5 separate regions of the Sus scrofa genome follow, and regions 1, 2, 3 and 5 are each linked to region 4. Evidence: chromatin contacts called from public HiChIP or PLAC-seq data. All regions are on one chromosome and are shown on one strand. The core of a region is the stretch at or near the end of the contact, and the rest is flanking DNA. Distances in the headings are between cores, read along the strand shown.

Region 1 (3,074 bases), core at 131-2,630, 150 kb after region 4:
CATCCGAGTGCAGATTTTTTTCTTGCAACTAGGAAACGACATGAAGTGGGGATTGAGAATATGCGCTGGAGGAAGGGAAACGGCAGGAAAATGGGAGCAGATTACTGAGGGGAAAGTTTTCTTCTTTCCCAGATTTTATTACACCCTTGACAGCAATTCGAAGTTAATCATGGAAACTACTGCCCCTTAGATCGAAAAGGCGAACCCCTGGGGATAGTAATGACCTTGGGCTCGCAGCTGCTGCTCATTTTTCAATTTCCAGGCCTATCAAATCCCCTAGCAAACTTTGTCTCCTGTGTGCATGGCAGGGTTGGCTTTGTAGGTGGATGGATCTGGATGTGGCCACTGGCCTCAGAACCCCATTTCCTGACGGATGGGTTCTTCCTGTGACCACCTGGCCCCATTGCACTGATCGTTGGGAAAGCAGTTCCCCCGTGAGCTTCATTCCAATAGCGTGGGTTCCTTTTATTACTTAGCAGTGGGGTGGCTGAGTGGGAAAGTCATCTTAACTCTTTGGAGAATCCCACAGGCTTATAGATCTGCCTTACTTTAAAATGGCTTGACTAAGGATTTTCTTGATGTGAGCTTCTCAGACTCTTAATGCTCTACTGTGCCTTTGATCTGAAACTGATTGTTGGGCGCACTGTCATAAAAGAAATAAGAGAATACAAAAACCTAGGCATGAGAAGGACACGAGTTTGCCTCTCTCCAGAGAAGGTGATCCCCTACAGGACAGGTTTCCCTCTCTCAGAACGAAACCCATGGTGGCCGTCCTTAACACCAAGAACAGACTGTTTTCCTTGGACCATCTCTTTTGTGGCCTTTTCAAATCTGGCTTGTCACCAGCAAGACCAACCACATCCATTTCTCAGGCCAAGGGAAAGCTCCACCCCTGTGGCTCCTTCAGACTTTCCATCTTTCAAGATTAGAACCTATGGCATCACCAATGTTCTCACACATAGTGAAGCCGTAGAATAAGGGCCCATGAAGGCCAACAGAAACAGACACATGAGTTGGTGAAAAGCAGGCTTTCTGTGTAAAAGTACACAGCATTGTGGAGGCAAACAGGACTGGGAACTGAAGATGGGGCCAGGCTTTTCTCGGCCAAGTGGCTCTTTTCCATCCACTAGGGCCCTGAGTCCCAGCCGTGGCTCTCTGCTTATCAAGCTCTGTGTTCATTTCTCAAACCGCTCTGAGTCCTTTGGTTGAAAACCCATTTCCAGAGCCAAAGTGAAAACTGCAAAAAATATTTCTAGGGCTAAAAGAACGGGAAAGAAATTAATTGGAATGGTGCCTAATTGAGTAATCTGGGGGAGAGCAAGAGATGGATGTCACGGCCTTTGTTGAAAGTCCACACAACTCTATACAAGTGACTGGGCTGGTTGGTCAGCCATGGGGTTGTTGTGTGTAGCAATCCACCGTCTCGTTTTTTAACTTTTATGAAAGGCCCCAAAAAAGGGTTCTGTTGGTGGGGCTGGGGGTATTTTCAAATAGGAAATGTTTGTGGTTCTTATCTTTAAAGGTAATTCCCTATTTAGTTCCAATCACAACATACTCTTTTGTTTAAGTGAGGTTTTTCCCAGTCTCCAGCCAGAAACTGCATCTGTTAACAATCTTTTGGATTTTAAACTGAAGCTTTTTAAACAATGCACCATCTGACCACGAAAGGCATCTGGCCGTGCCGTATTTGCTTATTGTTAACATGATTTTTAAACCCTGGGAAAAGTAAGGGGGAGAAGCTAAGATGGCATACATGTTGTGTTATGGCAACAGCAATCCTGTCAGTGCAGGCAGAAATCTTCTTTAATCAGACTTCTTCACAGGAGCAGTTGCACTAGTTGTGTCACTTAACCAGTCCTTACAAGGGTCCAGGAAATACTTGTCCCCCCTCCTTGAGCCTAAGAGTTGATAAAGTAAGTGAATAGGGTTAGATGCAGTTGGCTATAGTAATATCAGATATTTGAAGCAGCAAAGATCAGAATTTGATAACTGCCCCTGATTTTTCCTCCTTCCATTTCTGATCCCTAAGTCAAGACTTAAGTAAATGGCTCTGGATTCTCCATATTCCATTTCGATGTCTTTCGAGGTCTACTTTGGAGAAGGCAAGCTTTTACTCTGCTGCTGAGTTTATGTTTGACTCTAGTTTAATTAAAGAATCTTGTCTAACCTGGCTGCAGTTGAGCCGTTAAGCTTTGTGGGATCTGGTGCTTGGTATGTTCCAAAGACATTTAGGAAAACTGGCTGAAAACCCTCCTGATGCTTTTTATTCACTCCCTGTACTGGGTCACATCCCCACACCACTCCACAAGAAGGAATTCTCCTTTCACCACACACACAAAATGAATGGTCCTCAGTATCTTTCAGACCCCGGAGAGTTGAGGCCCTCCTGTGTTTAGAGCATGAGGAGGCAGTGGTTTGATCAGAACACAGAGTGAAAGGAACATATGCTAAAGTAGTAGAAGTGTAGACGAAAGGAACCATTGGTCTTCTCCATAACCGTAAGGCAAACAAGCTGGTAGACGACAAAGGGGATGAGGGTACGTTAATCCTCTGGTTGTTCCAGTCTCCTGATGAAAAGCTGCAGTGGGTAGGCTGGGACCAGAAGCAATGGCTGTGTGTTCGACCTGGAAGGTTTAAGAAGGAAGAGAAGCAGGTCTGCTTCTCTTCCTTCTTAAATGTAGTTGTTTGAATAGGCAGTAGAGTGGGCTTTGGGTTTTCAGGTACCCACTTTGCTAGATGTCAAGATTCGGGAGAGGGAGCCTGTAAAAGTAAGACAACTAAATGTCAGTAACTGTACTGCTAGACTTCTTTAGAAGCACCTGGTTTGGTCTCCAGCCTTTACCCTGATAATGGATTCCAGTTGGTGGCAGAAGTAATAATGATCAGAAATATAATCGGGCTATCGTTCCCCATCTACTTCTCTGAGTAGATGAGGGAAGCCCAGTAACTAGAGGACAATTGATATCTTCAGGCTCTGAAACTGCCTGTCTTATCTGTGTATTTCAAGGATATGTGTATATAATGCCAGATTGAAACATTACTGTTCCTTATGAGTACAAGGCTTTGAGGATCTG
Region 2 (2,831 bases), core at 326-2,825, 240 kb after region 4:
TAACGAATCCAACTAGGAACCATGAGGTTGTGGGTTCAGTCCCTGCCCTTGCTCAGTGGGTTAATGATCCAGTGTTGCCGTGAGCTGTGGTGTAGGTTGCAGACGCGGCTTGGATCCCGCGTTGATGTGGCTCTGGCGTAGGCCAGAGGCTACAGCTCCGATTCAACCCCTAGCCTGGGAACCTCCATATGCCGTGGGAGCGGCCCTAGAAATGGCAGAAAGACAAAAAAAAAAAAAAAAAAAATCTATAAAATCTTTATCTTGGAGAAAGCTTGGAACCCCTGGAGGGAAGGAAGTTTATAAGGATTTTCATATTTTCCATAGCAAAGACCAGTCAGTTGCTTTTCATTTGTCTTGTCCAGAAAATATCAGATCTAACCTTTGGCCTCTTTCCTCACATGCTTTTGTCCATAGCAATCAACTGTGTGTTTCCACGGTAACAAACAAACAACATGAACACAGGATTGCACACTAGGGGGTTTTGACAATGGAGATCATTATTTTAATCAAATCTTGATGTGTTTTTGCTTTTCATGGGAAAGAAAGAAAGGTTCCAAAGTATAATTTTCCCATGTCATTTAAATAAAGCATGTGTTTTCTCTGCTTCTTTGCCTGTGGTTTATTTCACTGGGTGGAGGAAGAAAGGCAGTAGCTCTGTACTGATCTTTAGTACCTTCTCCCATTTCATTTACACCCATTATGGTCATGTGAGGACATTTCTGTGGCAAAGTACTCTACAATCCCCTTAATGTTCTCGCCCCCATCTTCCCACCCCCGCCTCTAGTGTTAGAGAAGCAGTCCTGACTAGTGAGATTTCAGGGACACTCTGACGCTCCTGGGGTGGGAGGGGTGCCTGGAGAAAGGAGGTGACTGCAATGCTGAGTGATGACTCGGGAAGACAGGACAGGAAGAGAAGGAGGTATCCCTACCAGTTGCTGGCCAGACACTTCCCTACCAAACCATGCAATGTTGCCCTCTTCCTCTGCACACACACCCCTCAGCTAAACTCCCTTTGATAACTTATGGGGCCCTCTGACTGCCCCAGTCTATTCACATCTGGGTGTATCACCAAAAACACTTTGAGACTTCAGCCCAGTCTCTAAAAGCTCAGGGTTAACTCTTAGACCAATAGGACCTTATTTCTCAGCTCTTCACTTCAGAAGCTGGGGCAGGGTTGGGGGGTGTGGTGCAGAAATAAAAGGAAGGGCTGGTCACTAGTGAGCTAGTCATGCTTATTAGTCTACCCAGCTCATAAACTTTAGGATTTGCAGATTAAGATAGTTTCTGCAAGGTGATTGTCATCAGGCTCCCGGGAAGAGCCTGCCCCTCCCCTCTCTCCCTTTCTTCCTTCCCCCAAACCAGTTTTGTTAGTTACTCCTCCATCATAAAGGCCACATTATTTGGAATTCTCTTTAAAAGCCTATTACAGAAAACAGTCTTCTCCTACTGCCTTGAATGTGAGTGATTCGACCCTGAAATGTAGCAGCTGTTGAGTGACCTGACATTTTTATGGCTGGTGAGTTCATACAAGAGCTTGGCCTTCCAAGTCTGCTGGAGGAACAACTAGGACGGGTCATGCTGGCCCTCTGTCACTGAGTTGCTGACAAAGGATTAAGGCAGTGGGGAAGGGCACCTCACCACATGCTCTGGAGAAAGGATGGTTTGAGGGCAAGTGGCATGGACTTTCCTTCACTAGCATTTGGTGCAGGTGACCATGATCACTCCTGGAATGACCCGCAGTTAAAATTAAAACATTAAAGTACTCCCCACAGAAGACTGCTCACAAGTGTCCTTGCCCCAGTTTCTAAGTGACACACTAGAACCTGATCAGTCAGAGTTCCAGAATTGGCTGTGGCCAGCCTACATGAGCTGGCACTGCCGAGAGCTTCCTCAATGCCTTCACTTCTCTTTTTGGGAAAAGCAGAGCAGCTCTAAAATTTCTCATCACGGGATGCCATGGTCCTGCCTCTGAGGTCCTGGTCCCTGGGTGCTAGGACCTCACTTCAGCCAACTTACTAACTAGAATTAAAGTCTGCCCTGATTCCACTATTGAACAGTTGTGCAACTGCTTAGAGAAGAAATGTAAAGGGGTTCATTCCAGGGTTTTCCCTTTTTTACCAAGCAACTACAATAACACAGATTTTCAGAATCCTATCAAGGATGTACCAAAACCACATGTGTTCATTTAGTCATAAAATCTATGTATTCCATTGGCATGGATTTTCTCTGTACAAGTTATGGCAAGGCAGAAAGAGGTTGGAAAAGGAGGAAGGAAAAAAAAAATCAAACCCACTGGATGGGCCCACTGCTCTCTTCACAGGAGTGGCCACAGCTGGAGTGCTGTGTTCTCCCAGACAATGCATTTTAAATGCCATGAAAATGCATCCCATAAGGCAGTTTAAAAACTGGCTCAGAAGAATCCACTGACAAACTTTTGGCTCACAAAACAAATTATGAAGGAGGTATGACAGTTGGCCTCGAATATGTGCAGAGAGAAAATTTATAATATATTTCACCAGAAGGTAGGGCTGCAAACAATGGGTCAAAGTCACCAAAACACTGATTCCACTTTTTCAAACCTGTAGAGAACCTCCAAACTCCTTTAACTAACAGCAGTTGGACAGAATGTCTCATTACAAATGAAATCTACCCATTCTTAGAGGCACTAACATCTCAGACTGAATGACCATCCATCCCATCAGAGATACCATCAGAAGTCCAGAACTAGGAACACATGGAAATTTGGGGAGTATGGCAGACAGGAAAAGGCACAGAAGCTCTAAGAATTTACTCCATACCTTCCCTTTGCATCTCTTCCATTGGGCTGTTCT
Region 3 (2,739 bases), core at 82-2,581, 180 kb after region 4:
CAGTAGCGCAGTCTTTGCCTCAGTGGGCAAACTCAGAATTTTAAGAGTTAATCTGTTAGGTCCAACTATGAGTTTATTATGTTCAAGCAGATGATAGCTTCCATAATACTTTTCCATACCTCTCCCTTTCCTGCTGTCCCCAGAGTCCTTGTGGAGAATTAGTTTCTTATCTCATAGAGCAAACATTTTAGATTGTCTAATTTTTGCTGCTGCTGCAAAAGTTAAAAACTGACTAGAATATGTGAACCATCACGCTTTTGCTAAACTTTGAGGCCTTGACTTTTAGTAACTTCCTCTTTTCTGACTTTTTCTTTGAAGATGCTTCTTCTGCTGTCACACAGTGAATAATAAACAGCCTGTGAACGTGAACAGGGCTGTATAAATTATAGAAGGAACTGCATAAGCTTTTGCCTCAAGGGTTTCTCGCCTAAAAACACAGCAGAAAAGAACAGAAGATAGCTATCAAATCCTTATACCAGGCATCCTATACATGGCAAGGATGAGAAAAGGGTGATCTCAGCATTTGTGTGAATATGTTAGCAAAACAGGAGGCTTGTAATGACCATCAGGGATTTTCTCTGCATCTGCCTAAGCACTAGTAATGTTGAGCCATTTACATTTCCTGTACGTAAAGGTTATTTTCCGAATTCTTGTTCTTAGCTAGTAGAGAACGAAAGAGCTGTCAGGCAGATAGTCTCGCTTTCAAATTAAGTCAGCTTTGTTTGATGTCTAACAAGAGAAGTTGCCCCTTTGTTAGTGAATTCACTTCCATCAATGGAGAACTACTAAATAACTATGGATTTTTCCTTTCTTCAAATTTTGGGGCACTTAGGTTAACTTGTATGTTAGCGACGAAGCCCAGGCCTTGTCCAGAGTGAGGTCTGGCCTGTGATGTGCCAACATGTGGCACTTCTCTAAGGGCCTCCCTTCTCCTTCGTCCAGTTCCTTGGACAATCTTTTGTTACACTCATGAGTTGTCTGTATTTTAATTATATTTGCTTCCTAATCCAAAGCCCTTTCCAGGAGCCTCTCAAGGCTGTTAAATGGACAGTCACGTTGCTATTCTTTATGGGTTTTAAACCTAACAAAACTTTCTAATGCTCCTATAAGGACAGAGCCAGCATCTTTCCAGGGTTAAGGGTAAAAGACGATGAAATAAAGAGGGCTCCTCCTGCGTACATAAAGGAACAAGGAGGCCTGATAAGACCAGAAACCCAATGCTGAGTCTTCTGTCTTGCTCACCATATTTGTTGCCACTGCCTCCTCCTGTAGTTCTAGTTGGTCTCTCTGATTGAAAGAATCCTGACAGCATGCAGCAGAAATCCTAAGACATGGTCCCTGGGGACTGGAAAGGCATGTGATTCCTCCAGATCCTTTCATGGCCTGGCAGCTACACTCTGGCTCTCTGCTTCAGAAATTGTTGAAGGCCATTTATCCACATTGTCATCATCCATTGTCTTCAGCATCTATAGCAACTGCTGCTGCTGTGTACATCTGTGACAGGCAGTATAACAGGCACTTTACATGCTGTTTTCAGTCCTTACAAGCACCCTGTGCTACAAGTACTATTAATAGATAAGGAGCCTGAGGCTCAGAGGAGGGTCACCTTGCCCAAGGTCATCTCATTAGAAATAGTAGAGCTGGAATCTACATCTGTCCATCTCAGCTCAAAGACTCCTTTCCAGTTTGCCTCTCACTGGCTCAGTTTTTAGAATCCTTTGGCACATAAAAGAGGTCTGGTAATCCCACCCACGGCCCCACCTCCCAGCTTTTCTGAGATGGGGGCAGGCATCTGGAGGGTCTGATAAACAGTCCAGGTTGAGAACCACAGCACTTACTGGTCTGTGAAGCCCTTTGTGGAACAAGTTCAGTTACTTTACAGAAGCCTCTTAACAAAAATGCTTTGTTCTTTAAAGGACCCCCGAGTGATCTGTTGGCTTTAAAAGAGTGAAAAACAGTATAATAAAAGAGTGTGTGTTCCAGAAAGACCTGGGCTTTCTTGCTGTGCGGCTTCTACATGTGCTCTCAGGGAGGGAGAATGTAAGGTGAAGTTCAGCGTGCTTAGCGGGTTGGCTTACTGATTTCACACCAGTGAAATGTTTCAAACAGGAGCTTAGTTCCAGACTCCTAGCCAGGAGTGGTCTCTGTGCCCAATTTGTGCATCGCTCTCAGCCCTGTCTGTTCTAGTGTAAACCTTAGCAGCTTTAACCAGAAGATCCTCTGCCAGGATGCACTTTGTCCTTTGCCCACTTCTCATGTGAGCAGAGATTTAGTAAATGTGTAGAGCACCCAAAAAGGCCGCCACAGGCCTGTCCAGGATATGCCAAGGCGCAGACTGGATGTCTGGCCTAGCCGCCATCTTCAGAAATGTAGGCATATCTCCCCTTTCTAGGAAAAGCTGCAAACTTAGACTTCTTGCTGAATGTAAAGCTTGAAAACTTGAACGTTATATAAATTATTTCATTTTGAAAAGTCACATTAGAATATCAGGTTCATCTGCATAGCCTCAGTTTCCTCACTATAGTAAAAATCTTCGATGCAACTCTAATATTATTACACAAAGAAAAGAGCATACTGTCTTCTGTTTGGGGAGGCAAGTAATAGTCTTTATATTGGGAAAGAAAGTAACAATTTAAATTTCTTGACTCTCCATAAATCTCCCATTGCCTTTGGGGAGAGACTTAATGTAGTCTGCCTTTATTTGGCTATTCCACCCTCTCCAAGATTGTTAAAAGGAAA
Region 4 (3,145 bases), core at 257-2,756:
CTTCATTGGTTATTTATGATGCTTTGAGCTAGAAACGTGAGCTTAGTGGGAAAGCCAGAGAATGGGATTTACTTAACAACCATAACTCTGCCCTATCATAAATGAAAAGAAGAAAGGCCATCATCTTGTTGCTCTGTGATAAATAAAAAGAAAAAGCTACCAGGATTCATCGCATCTTTGTTTTTCCTTTCCAAACCAGAATTCCCTGATACATTATATCTGATTGGTTTCTCTTCTCTATTAAAGATCCTCTGCCATTTTGTTTAGTTTAACTGTGCCATTTTATTATTGGGAATGTGAACATTAAAAAAAATCTTGACAAAATTGAAGAGCTTAATAATTAAATGTGGAGTTCCCTTTATGGCTCAGCAGAAACAAATCTGACTAGCATCCATGAGGACACAGTTTTGATCCCTGGCCTCGCTCAGTGACTTAAGGTTCCAGCGTTGCCGTGAGCTGTGATGTAGGTCACAAATGAGGCTCAGATCCCACATTGCTGTGGCTGAGCATAGGCTAGCAGCTACATCTCTGATTAGACCCCTAGCCTGGGAACCTCCATATACCACAGGAGTGGCCCTAAAAAGACAAAAAAAAAATTAAATTCTTTCAGCCAAATGAAAATAGCTTGGGGTTGGGGGGGCAGGTGCTAGAGATAAAGATAAAATTAGGTCAGAGAGTAGAAGGAAAAACGAAGAGCTTGAGAACCTCAGAAGAGAAACTGGGTCCCTAGTCTGATCAATTCTTTGGTGTTGAATTCGAGCCTCTCAAATGCAGTCTTTATTTTGGAATGTGAGTGTGAGATCCTCTAGGGGATTATTAAAGTCCCGCAGTGGACCCAGCCTTGGGATTAAGCTTCTGCAAACAAATTTGCTTGTATAAAACTGAGTAACTGAGCCCACGTGCTGAGGCTCAAGTTTGGACCATCATGTATTTGTACATCTCTCACATTAAGACAGATTTCCTAAACCAGCATCCACCCAATTCTGCCATCTTCAGAGAAGATGCAACTGATGCTAGGCTCTGTGTCCCGAAAGAAAGCATTAACCCCCTCTTCATACTGAGAATAATCCCTAGAAACACTGTAAACAGACTTAAAATGCCCAGGCTAAATAGGAAATCTGGGACCTACCAGAGGGAACTTGTGGGGCAGCTTATTTCTGTTTCAGAAGGAGATCCCATGAGTCACTCATCACCACTCCCCTGTCTAAAAGAGCCTGGTCAAGTTCTGTTTTTACCAAGCCAAGAGATTTTTGCACCCCATGGCAAATAAAATATAGCAAACAGGACACTGCAATTGTCTTGAGTGGTCTTGTCAGCCAGTTAAGCCCTCAGGAGCCATGGCTTCCTTCCCTCATGACTCTGTCCTGGTTTCAAATCATCACAGCCAGTTTCTGACAGAAGTGAATTGCATTTAGCCCATTCCTGACAGACTGTGGGTTCTTCTGCTGTCTACCTTTGGCTGAGCTTGTTCTTAAAATAGTAACTTCCTGCCTGGGCACCCTCCCTCGGAGCTGATCCACATTGCTGGGAGAGAGCTGGCCAAGAGTGTAAGCAGTTAAAGGAAACTACAGGAGTCATCATGCCCTCTGAAATAGCTCCAAAAGTGAGGCTTGGCTGGGCTGGCCCAATAGGCAGGTTAATTGTCAAGACTGAAACATTTGGATCACTGCAGCTCTCCTTGTTGTGGAGACAGAGTATAGGGACTCTGATAACAGTCAAAGACATTTCTAGAAGTAATCTATAATTGCACACTTGGATCCAGTGCTAACCATTCGTAGGTCATCAGATGCGACACCAACAAGTGTTTTATTGTTTGTTTGTTTTTTAAATAAAGTCATAGGTATTTCTTATTCTGAGTTTATTTAGTGAGTGTGTTCACTTTGTGAAACATCATGAAGCGGTCAGTCCACTTAAAATTTTATGTATTTCCACATACTTCAATAAAATGTTTGCTTAAAAAAAAGAAAAATGCAGTTGGAGTTCCTTGGTGGCTCAGCAGGTTAAGGATCCAGTGTTGTTACTGCTGAGGCTCAGGTTCAATCCTGGCCTGGGAACTTCTGCATGCCACAGGAGCAGCCAAAAAAAAAAAAAAAAAAGAAAAAAAAAAGGCAGGGAATTGCTTTAAATATTAAGTCAGCAAATTATGATCCCTGGTCCAAATCCTGTCACATACAGTTTTTGCAACCTGTGAGCTGTGAATGGTTTGTATATTTTTAAATGGTTGAAAAGGAACAAAAGAAAAAGTAATATACTTTGTGTATGTGAATATTATATGAATTTCAAAATTTGGTATCCATAAATAAGATTTTATTAAAATCACCACATCCATTCCTTTATGTACCGCCTATGGCTGTTTTGGCACTCCAACAATGAAGCTATAATTGGGGAAGAAATAGTATGAACTGCAAAGCCTAAAATGTTTATGTTATCATCCTAATATGTTATATTACATATAAACATTTGTATTTATGTCCAATCTTTTACAGAAAATGCTGACCCTCGTTCTAGATTTAAGGAGACAAAGACAACCAAATATAATCCATTATTCTTGATGGGACTGAGATCGGAAACAAAAGAGCTATAAAGGACATTTTGGGAACAATGTGGAAATTGTAAGTATGTTCTGTGTAATCAAATACTATTTTTATAACCACGGTAAATTCCTGGTGTGTGATAATGGCATGGTGATTGTTTCTGTGCTAGAACATTCTGGCTTTGGGGAGGTACATGGGGCGGCAACTTACTTGCAAATAGCTGGGGGAGAGGTACACAAAGAAGACACAAATGTATCACAAATGTGATAAAACATTAGCAAGCCACAAATCCAGGTGAATGGTATAAGGGTGTTTATCCTACTATCCTTTCCACATTTCTCTAGTTTTGAATGTTTTCAAAATAAAAGGTTGGGGGAAATAACAAACACGAACGTAAAAACGATGTTAACTTTAAAAGAAGTCAGCAGACAGGATACAAACAATTGATTGGTAGCATATGCTGAGGGCCCATCACTTAATACAAGTGGTCTGAGGTTTGCACATAAATCTCTTCAGCAGCTATACTTTGGGGGTTGTCATCTTATCAGCCAACAGCTCTCATCCTTGTGGCTTTGCTGAATTCTCCTTTCTGCTTTTTCTGAGCCAATTCC
Region 5 (2,815 bases), core at 281-2,780, 210 kb after region 4:
GAAAACTATTTTTAGGTGCAACACTGCCAGGAAATAAGCTTTCCCTGAGAGATTTTGAGAAGAACAGCACTTGAAGATCAGCAGCTGGAGTAGCAAAACGAGTTATCTTGTATTAACTTTCTGATATTCAAAATTAACAACAAATATTCTTTCTCCAGGTTGAAACTATCCAATGATGAAATCAAACGGGCAATTCTCACCATGGATGAGCAGGAGGATCTGCCCAAGGACATGTTGGAACAGGTGAGCTGCCAGGCAACTCTCAGAGCACAGGTGACCCCAGACTCTCTGGAGGGGTATCCTGGGGAGACTTGGTTGTTGCCAGTAGACCATATCCTTGCCTCAGAATCAAGGAGGTTGAACCAAGGTTCCATGTGGCTCTGTTAGAAGACATTATGACTTGAGTCTCCTGTTTCTCAAAATGATGGGTGAGAAGGATGGTCCCGAGTTTATCAAATGCCTAGGACCCTCGGCGCCAGAATCTGTCTCTCCTGCTGCTGTCACACTTGTTATTCCTTAGCAGGTCTTATAATCTACTAGCTTTGAAGGAAAGCATCTATTTCACAGGATATCGAGACTCTCAGCCCTGTGAGATCACAGAGTGCATTGCATATACTGATTCAGTGCTTAAGCCATGACACAAGTATGTCTTGGTCTTGGCTCACCATTCTCACAACCACAAAAGCCACTGTGAAACCCTTAGCACTGTCATCTTCATCAAAACACTCTCAGGTGTCATAAGGTGGGGGGTAAACTGCTTGGGGCTGGTCTTATCTCTGTGAGTTGTATGAGAAGTGGCAGTCAATTCAAATGCCTTGCCTAGCAAGTATGGGATAGATTTATATGCAATTGGTATACATCCTTGTGCTTGGTATTTGAAGATAATTTGTATTTTTCATGGCCAGGCACCAACCAGTCAGATGTAGTGACCCAGCCTCTTGTCATTTCCATGATACACCCCATGCAGCCCCTCCCACTGTGTCCCGTGTTGTTCAGCAGCTTGGCTGAGTTCTCTCCCGAATGATACTGTTGGTGTTGCACCAGCAGGTAGCCCAGGAGTGTTAGTGATCTCTCACTCTGGGCCTAAGCTTTTCTGTGCTTTGTGGGGACAGTCTCCTAAGTCAGCTTTTCTGTGCTTTGTGGGGACAGTCTCCTAAGTCAATTCTGTCTGCTCAGAAGGCCTCAGTTGCAAGGCAATGGGGCGGGAGGGGATGACTTGTGCAGTGTCACCATAACTCAATGGACCCGCCCCTCCCTGACACCTCTGCCTCCACAGTCATCCTGGGTAAGAACCCTCACACTCAGCCCAGGAAAAACTCTTCCTGTGTCCTTGTATATGGTTTGATTTAGTTCCCAAAATAGGTAATGACTATGTCTCCAAGTCTGTTAGGATGCTCTGTGTATAAATAGCTTAAAAGTATTGCTAAACCTAAAATTCCTTTTTTTGAGCATTTTGCAGCTCCTCTGGCACTCCCCACTCCAGAATACCAGTCAAAACATTGTCTCCGCCCCCAGAGAGTGCAGGCCCTCTGCCCCTCCCCAGCTCCCAGGCAACCCTGCGCTCCACAAGCCTTCACAGGAGCTGCTTCCTCCAGAGTGAGGAACCGGGCAGAAAGCTGCTTTAGTCCCTAGCTTTTCAGCCTCTATCGACAAGGTCGTACGTTTAAAATTCCACATGATCTGTTTACTGTGAGATTGCATCCAGCAAAGTTTCTCCTTGAGGGGAAGGATTTCAAAATCTTGCCAAAAGGGCTTGTAGTACAAATAGAACATACTTCAAATAAATACAAGTAAGAAGATCAGTCTACTGAAGTAGTATCTGGCCAAGTGGGATACTTTTGACCTGGGCTCTCTGGATAGTTCTGCGTGTCTCAGTCTGCTGTCTCCCAAGCTCTTTTTTTTTTTCTTCCTTTTTCTACCCTCCTTCCCCTTTCTTTACTCCGCATTATGATCTGCATTTGAGCCACTTTCATCCCTTCCTCTCCAGCTGCTTTTAGCTGCTGAGTTCAGATCTCAGATGGGATCCATACACTCCTCTTTTTTTTTTTTTAAATGGCCTCACCCATGGCATATGGAAGTTCCTGGGCCGGAGATCAAACCTGAACCACTGCAGTTGGATTCTTAACCCACTGCACTACAGCGGGAACTCCCACACACTCTTCTTGGAAAGCATACCTTTCTCCTCATCCCCAGTGTTCCCCTGACTCTTCATTCCTCTCAAAGCTGCCTATACACCGTCTGTACTACTTGTTCTCGACTCTGCCTTGAGGAGGCCTGGGCCTTGCCCCCGTACTCTTGTAACGAGAAAGAGTTGGTGACTTGTTATCCCGAACAGGGGCCTGTGGGCTCCGGGGGGCAGCTCTGGGGGGTCCCATGAAACTAGAACTGAATTTCCTTGTCCAGGAAAGAAAGGATTGTTCCCAAGAAGGAAACAATCCAAATGGGAAAACAAGCTTTGTCCTCTCTTCCTCCTCCCTTGTCTCGCCTCCTGCTCTGAGGAAGAGTACGATGCTGCCTGTCCCGTCCAGTGTTTCCATCTGACGGGGCTTCGGCTCCGACCCTTCCTTTCTTTCTCCTTGGGGACCCCACCCAGTCAGAGGATCCTACCCCTCTCCCCTCAGTCTCCCACCTCGCCCTCTCTGTATGTCACATGTTCAAGTCCCAGCCCTTCATACATACACACTTCTTAAGGCTACACATCCCTCTCTGCCACTTTTTTTTTTTTTTTTTTTTTTGGTCTTTTTAGGGCAGTACATGCAGCATATGGAGGTTCCCAGGATAGGGGTCTAATGGAGCTGTAGCCGCTGGCCTATGC

What was found. HiChIP or PLAC-seq counts read pairs in DNA pulled down with a chosen protein or histone mark.
Region 1: a contact with region 4 is called in an H3K27ac HiChIP or PLAC-seq map of skeletal muscle. The contact joins two enhancer-like sites. A contact is called at or near these places in 3 of 47 Hi-C or Micro-C datasets (fetal heart ventricle, heart right ventricle and skeletal muscle) and 1 of 2 datasets of contacts at active chromatin or transcription factors (skeletal muscle).
Region 2: an H3K27ac HiChIP or PLAC-seq map of skeletal muscle shows a contact between it and region 4. The contact joins two enhancer-like sites. A contact is called at or near these places in 2 of 2 datasets of contacts at active chromatin or transcription factors (alveolar macrophages and skeletal muscle).
Region 3: a contact with region 4 is called in an H3K27ac HiChIP or PLAC-seq map of skeletal muscle. The contact joins two enhancer-like sites. A contact is called at or near these places in 1 of 47 Hi-C or Micro-C datasets (skeletal muscle) and 2 of 2 datasets of contacts at active chromatin or transcription factors (alveolar macrophages and skeletal muscle).
Region 5: a contact with region 4 is called in an H3K27ac HiChIP or PLAC-seq map of skeletal muscle, with 2.8 times the contacts expected there. The contact joins two enhancer-like sites. A contact is called at or near these places in 4 of 47 Hi-C or Micro-C datasets (embryonic fibroblasts, fibroblasts, heart right ventricle and 1 more) and 2 of 2 datasets of contacts at active chromatin or transcription factors (alveolar macrophages and skeletal muscle).

Annotation. Positions count from the first base shown.
Region 1 is chr1:188,430,546-188,433,619 of Sscrofa11.1, forward strand. All of the region lies in intron 3 of DAAM1 (disheveled-associated activator of morphogenesis 1), which reads left to right. Among named protein-coding and RNA genes, the nearest start is that of DAAM1, 97 kb to the left of the region's middle. Within about 2 kb of position 1,381, at least 14 of the 83 cell types and tissues checked have an H3K27ac peak or open chromatin away from gene starts, as enhancers often do. A contact at or near this core is called in skeletal muscle, where this site is marked.
Region 2 is chr1:188,512,391-188,515,221 of Sscrofa11.1, forward strand. All of the region lies in intron 2 of LOC102167425 (a long non-coding RNA gene), which reads right to left. Among named protein-coding and RNA genes, the nearest start is that of GPR135, 69 kb to the right of the region's middle. Within about 2 kb of position 1,576, at least 16 of the 83 cell types and tissues checked have an H3K27ac peak or open chromatin away from gene starts, as enhancers often do. A contact at or near this core is called in skeletal muscle, where this site is marked.
Region 3 is chr1:188,456,845-188,459,583 of Sscrofa11.1, forward strand. The region is part of intron 4 of DAAM1 (disheveled-associated activator of morphogenesis 1); the gene reads left to right. Among named protein-coding and RNA genes, the nearest start is that of DAAM1, 120 kb to the left of the region's middle. Within about 2 kb of position 1,332, at least 15 of the 83 cell types and tissues checked have an H3K27ac peak or open chromatin away from gene starts, as enhancers often do. A contact at or near this core is called in skeletal muscle, where this site is marked.
Region 4 is chr1:188,276,170-188,279,314 of Sscrofa11.1, forward strand. No RefSeq gene overlaps it. Among named protein-coding and RNA genes, the nearest start is that of DAAM1, 58 kb to the right of the region's middle. Within about 2 kb of position 1,507, at least 8 of the 83 cell types and tissues checked have an H3K27ac peak or open chromatin away from gene starts, as enhancers often do. A contact at or near this core is called in skeletal muscle, where this site is marked.
Region 5 is chr1:188,486,556-188,489,370 of Sscrofa11.1, forward strand. DAAM1 (disheveled-associated activator of morphogenesis 1) reads left to right here. Exons shown (of 25, transcript XM_021102694.1): 17 at 159-243. LOC102167425 (a long non-coding RNA gene) reads right to left here. Exons shown (of 3, transcript XR_002347112.1): 3 at 250-2,815. Among named protein-coding and RNA genes, the nearest start is that of GPR135, 95 kb to the right of the region's middle. Within about 2 kb of position 1,531, at least 27 of the 83 cell types and tissues checked have an H3K27ac peak or open chromatin away from gene starts, as enhancers often do. A contact at or near this core is called in skeletal muscle, where this site is marked.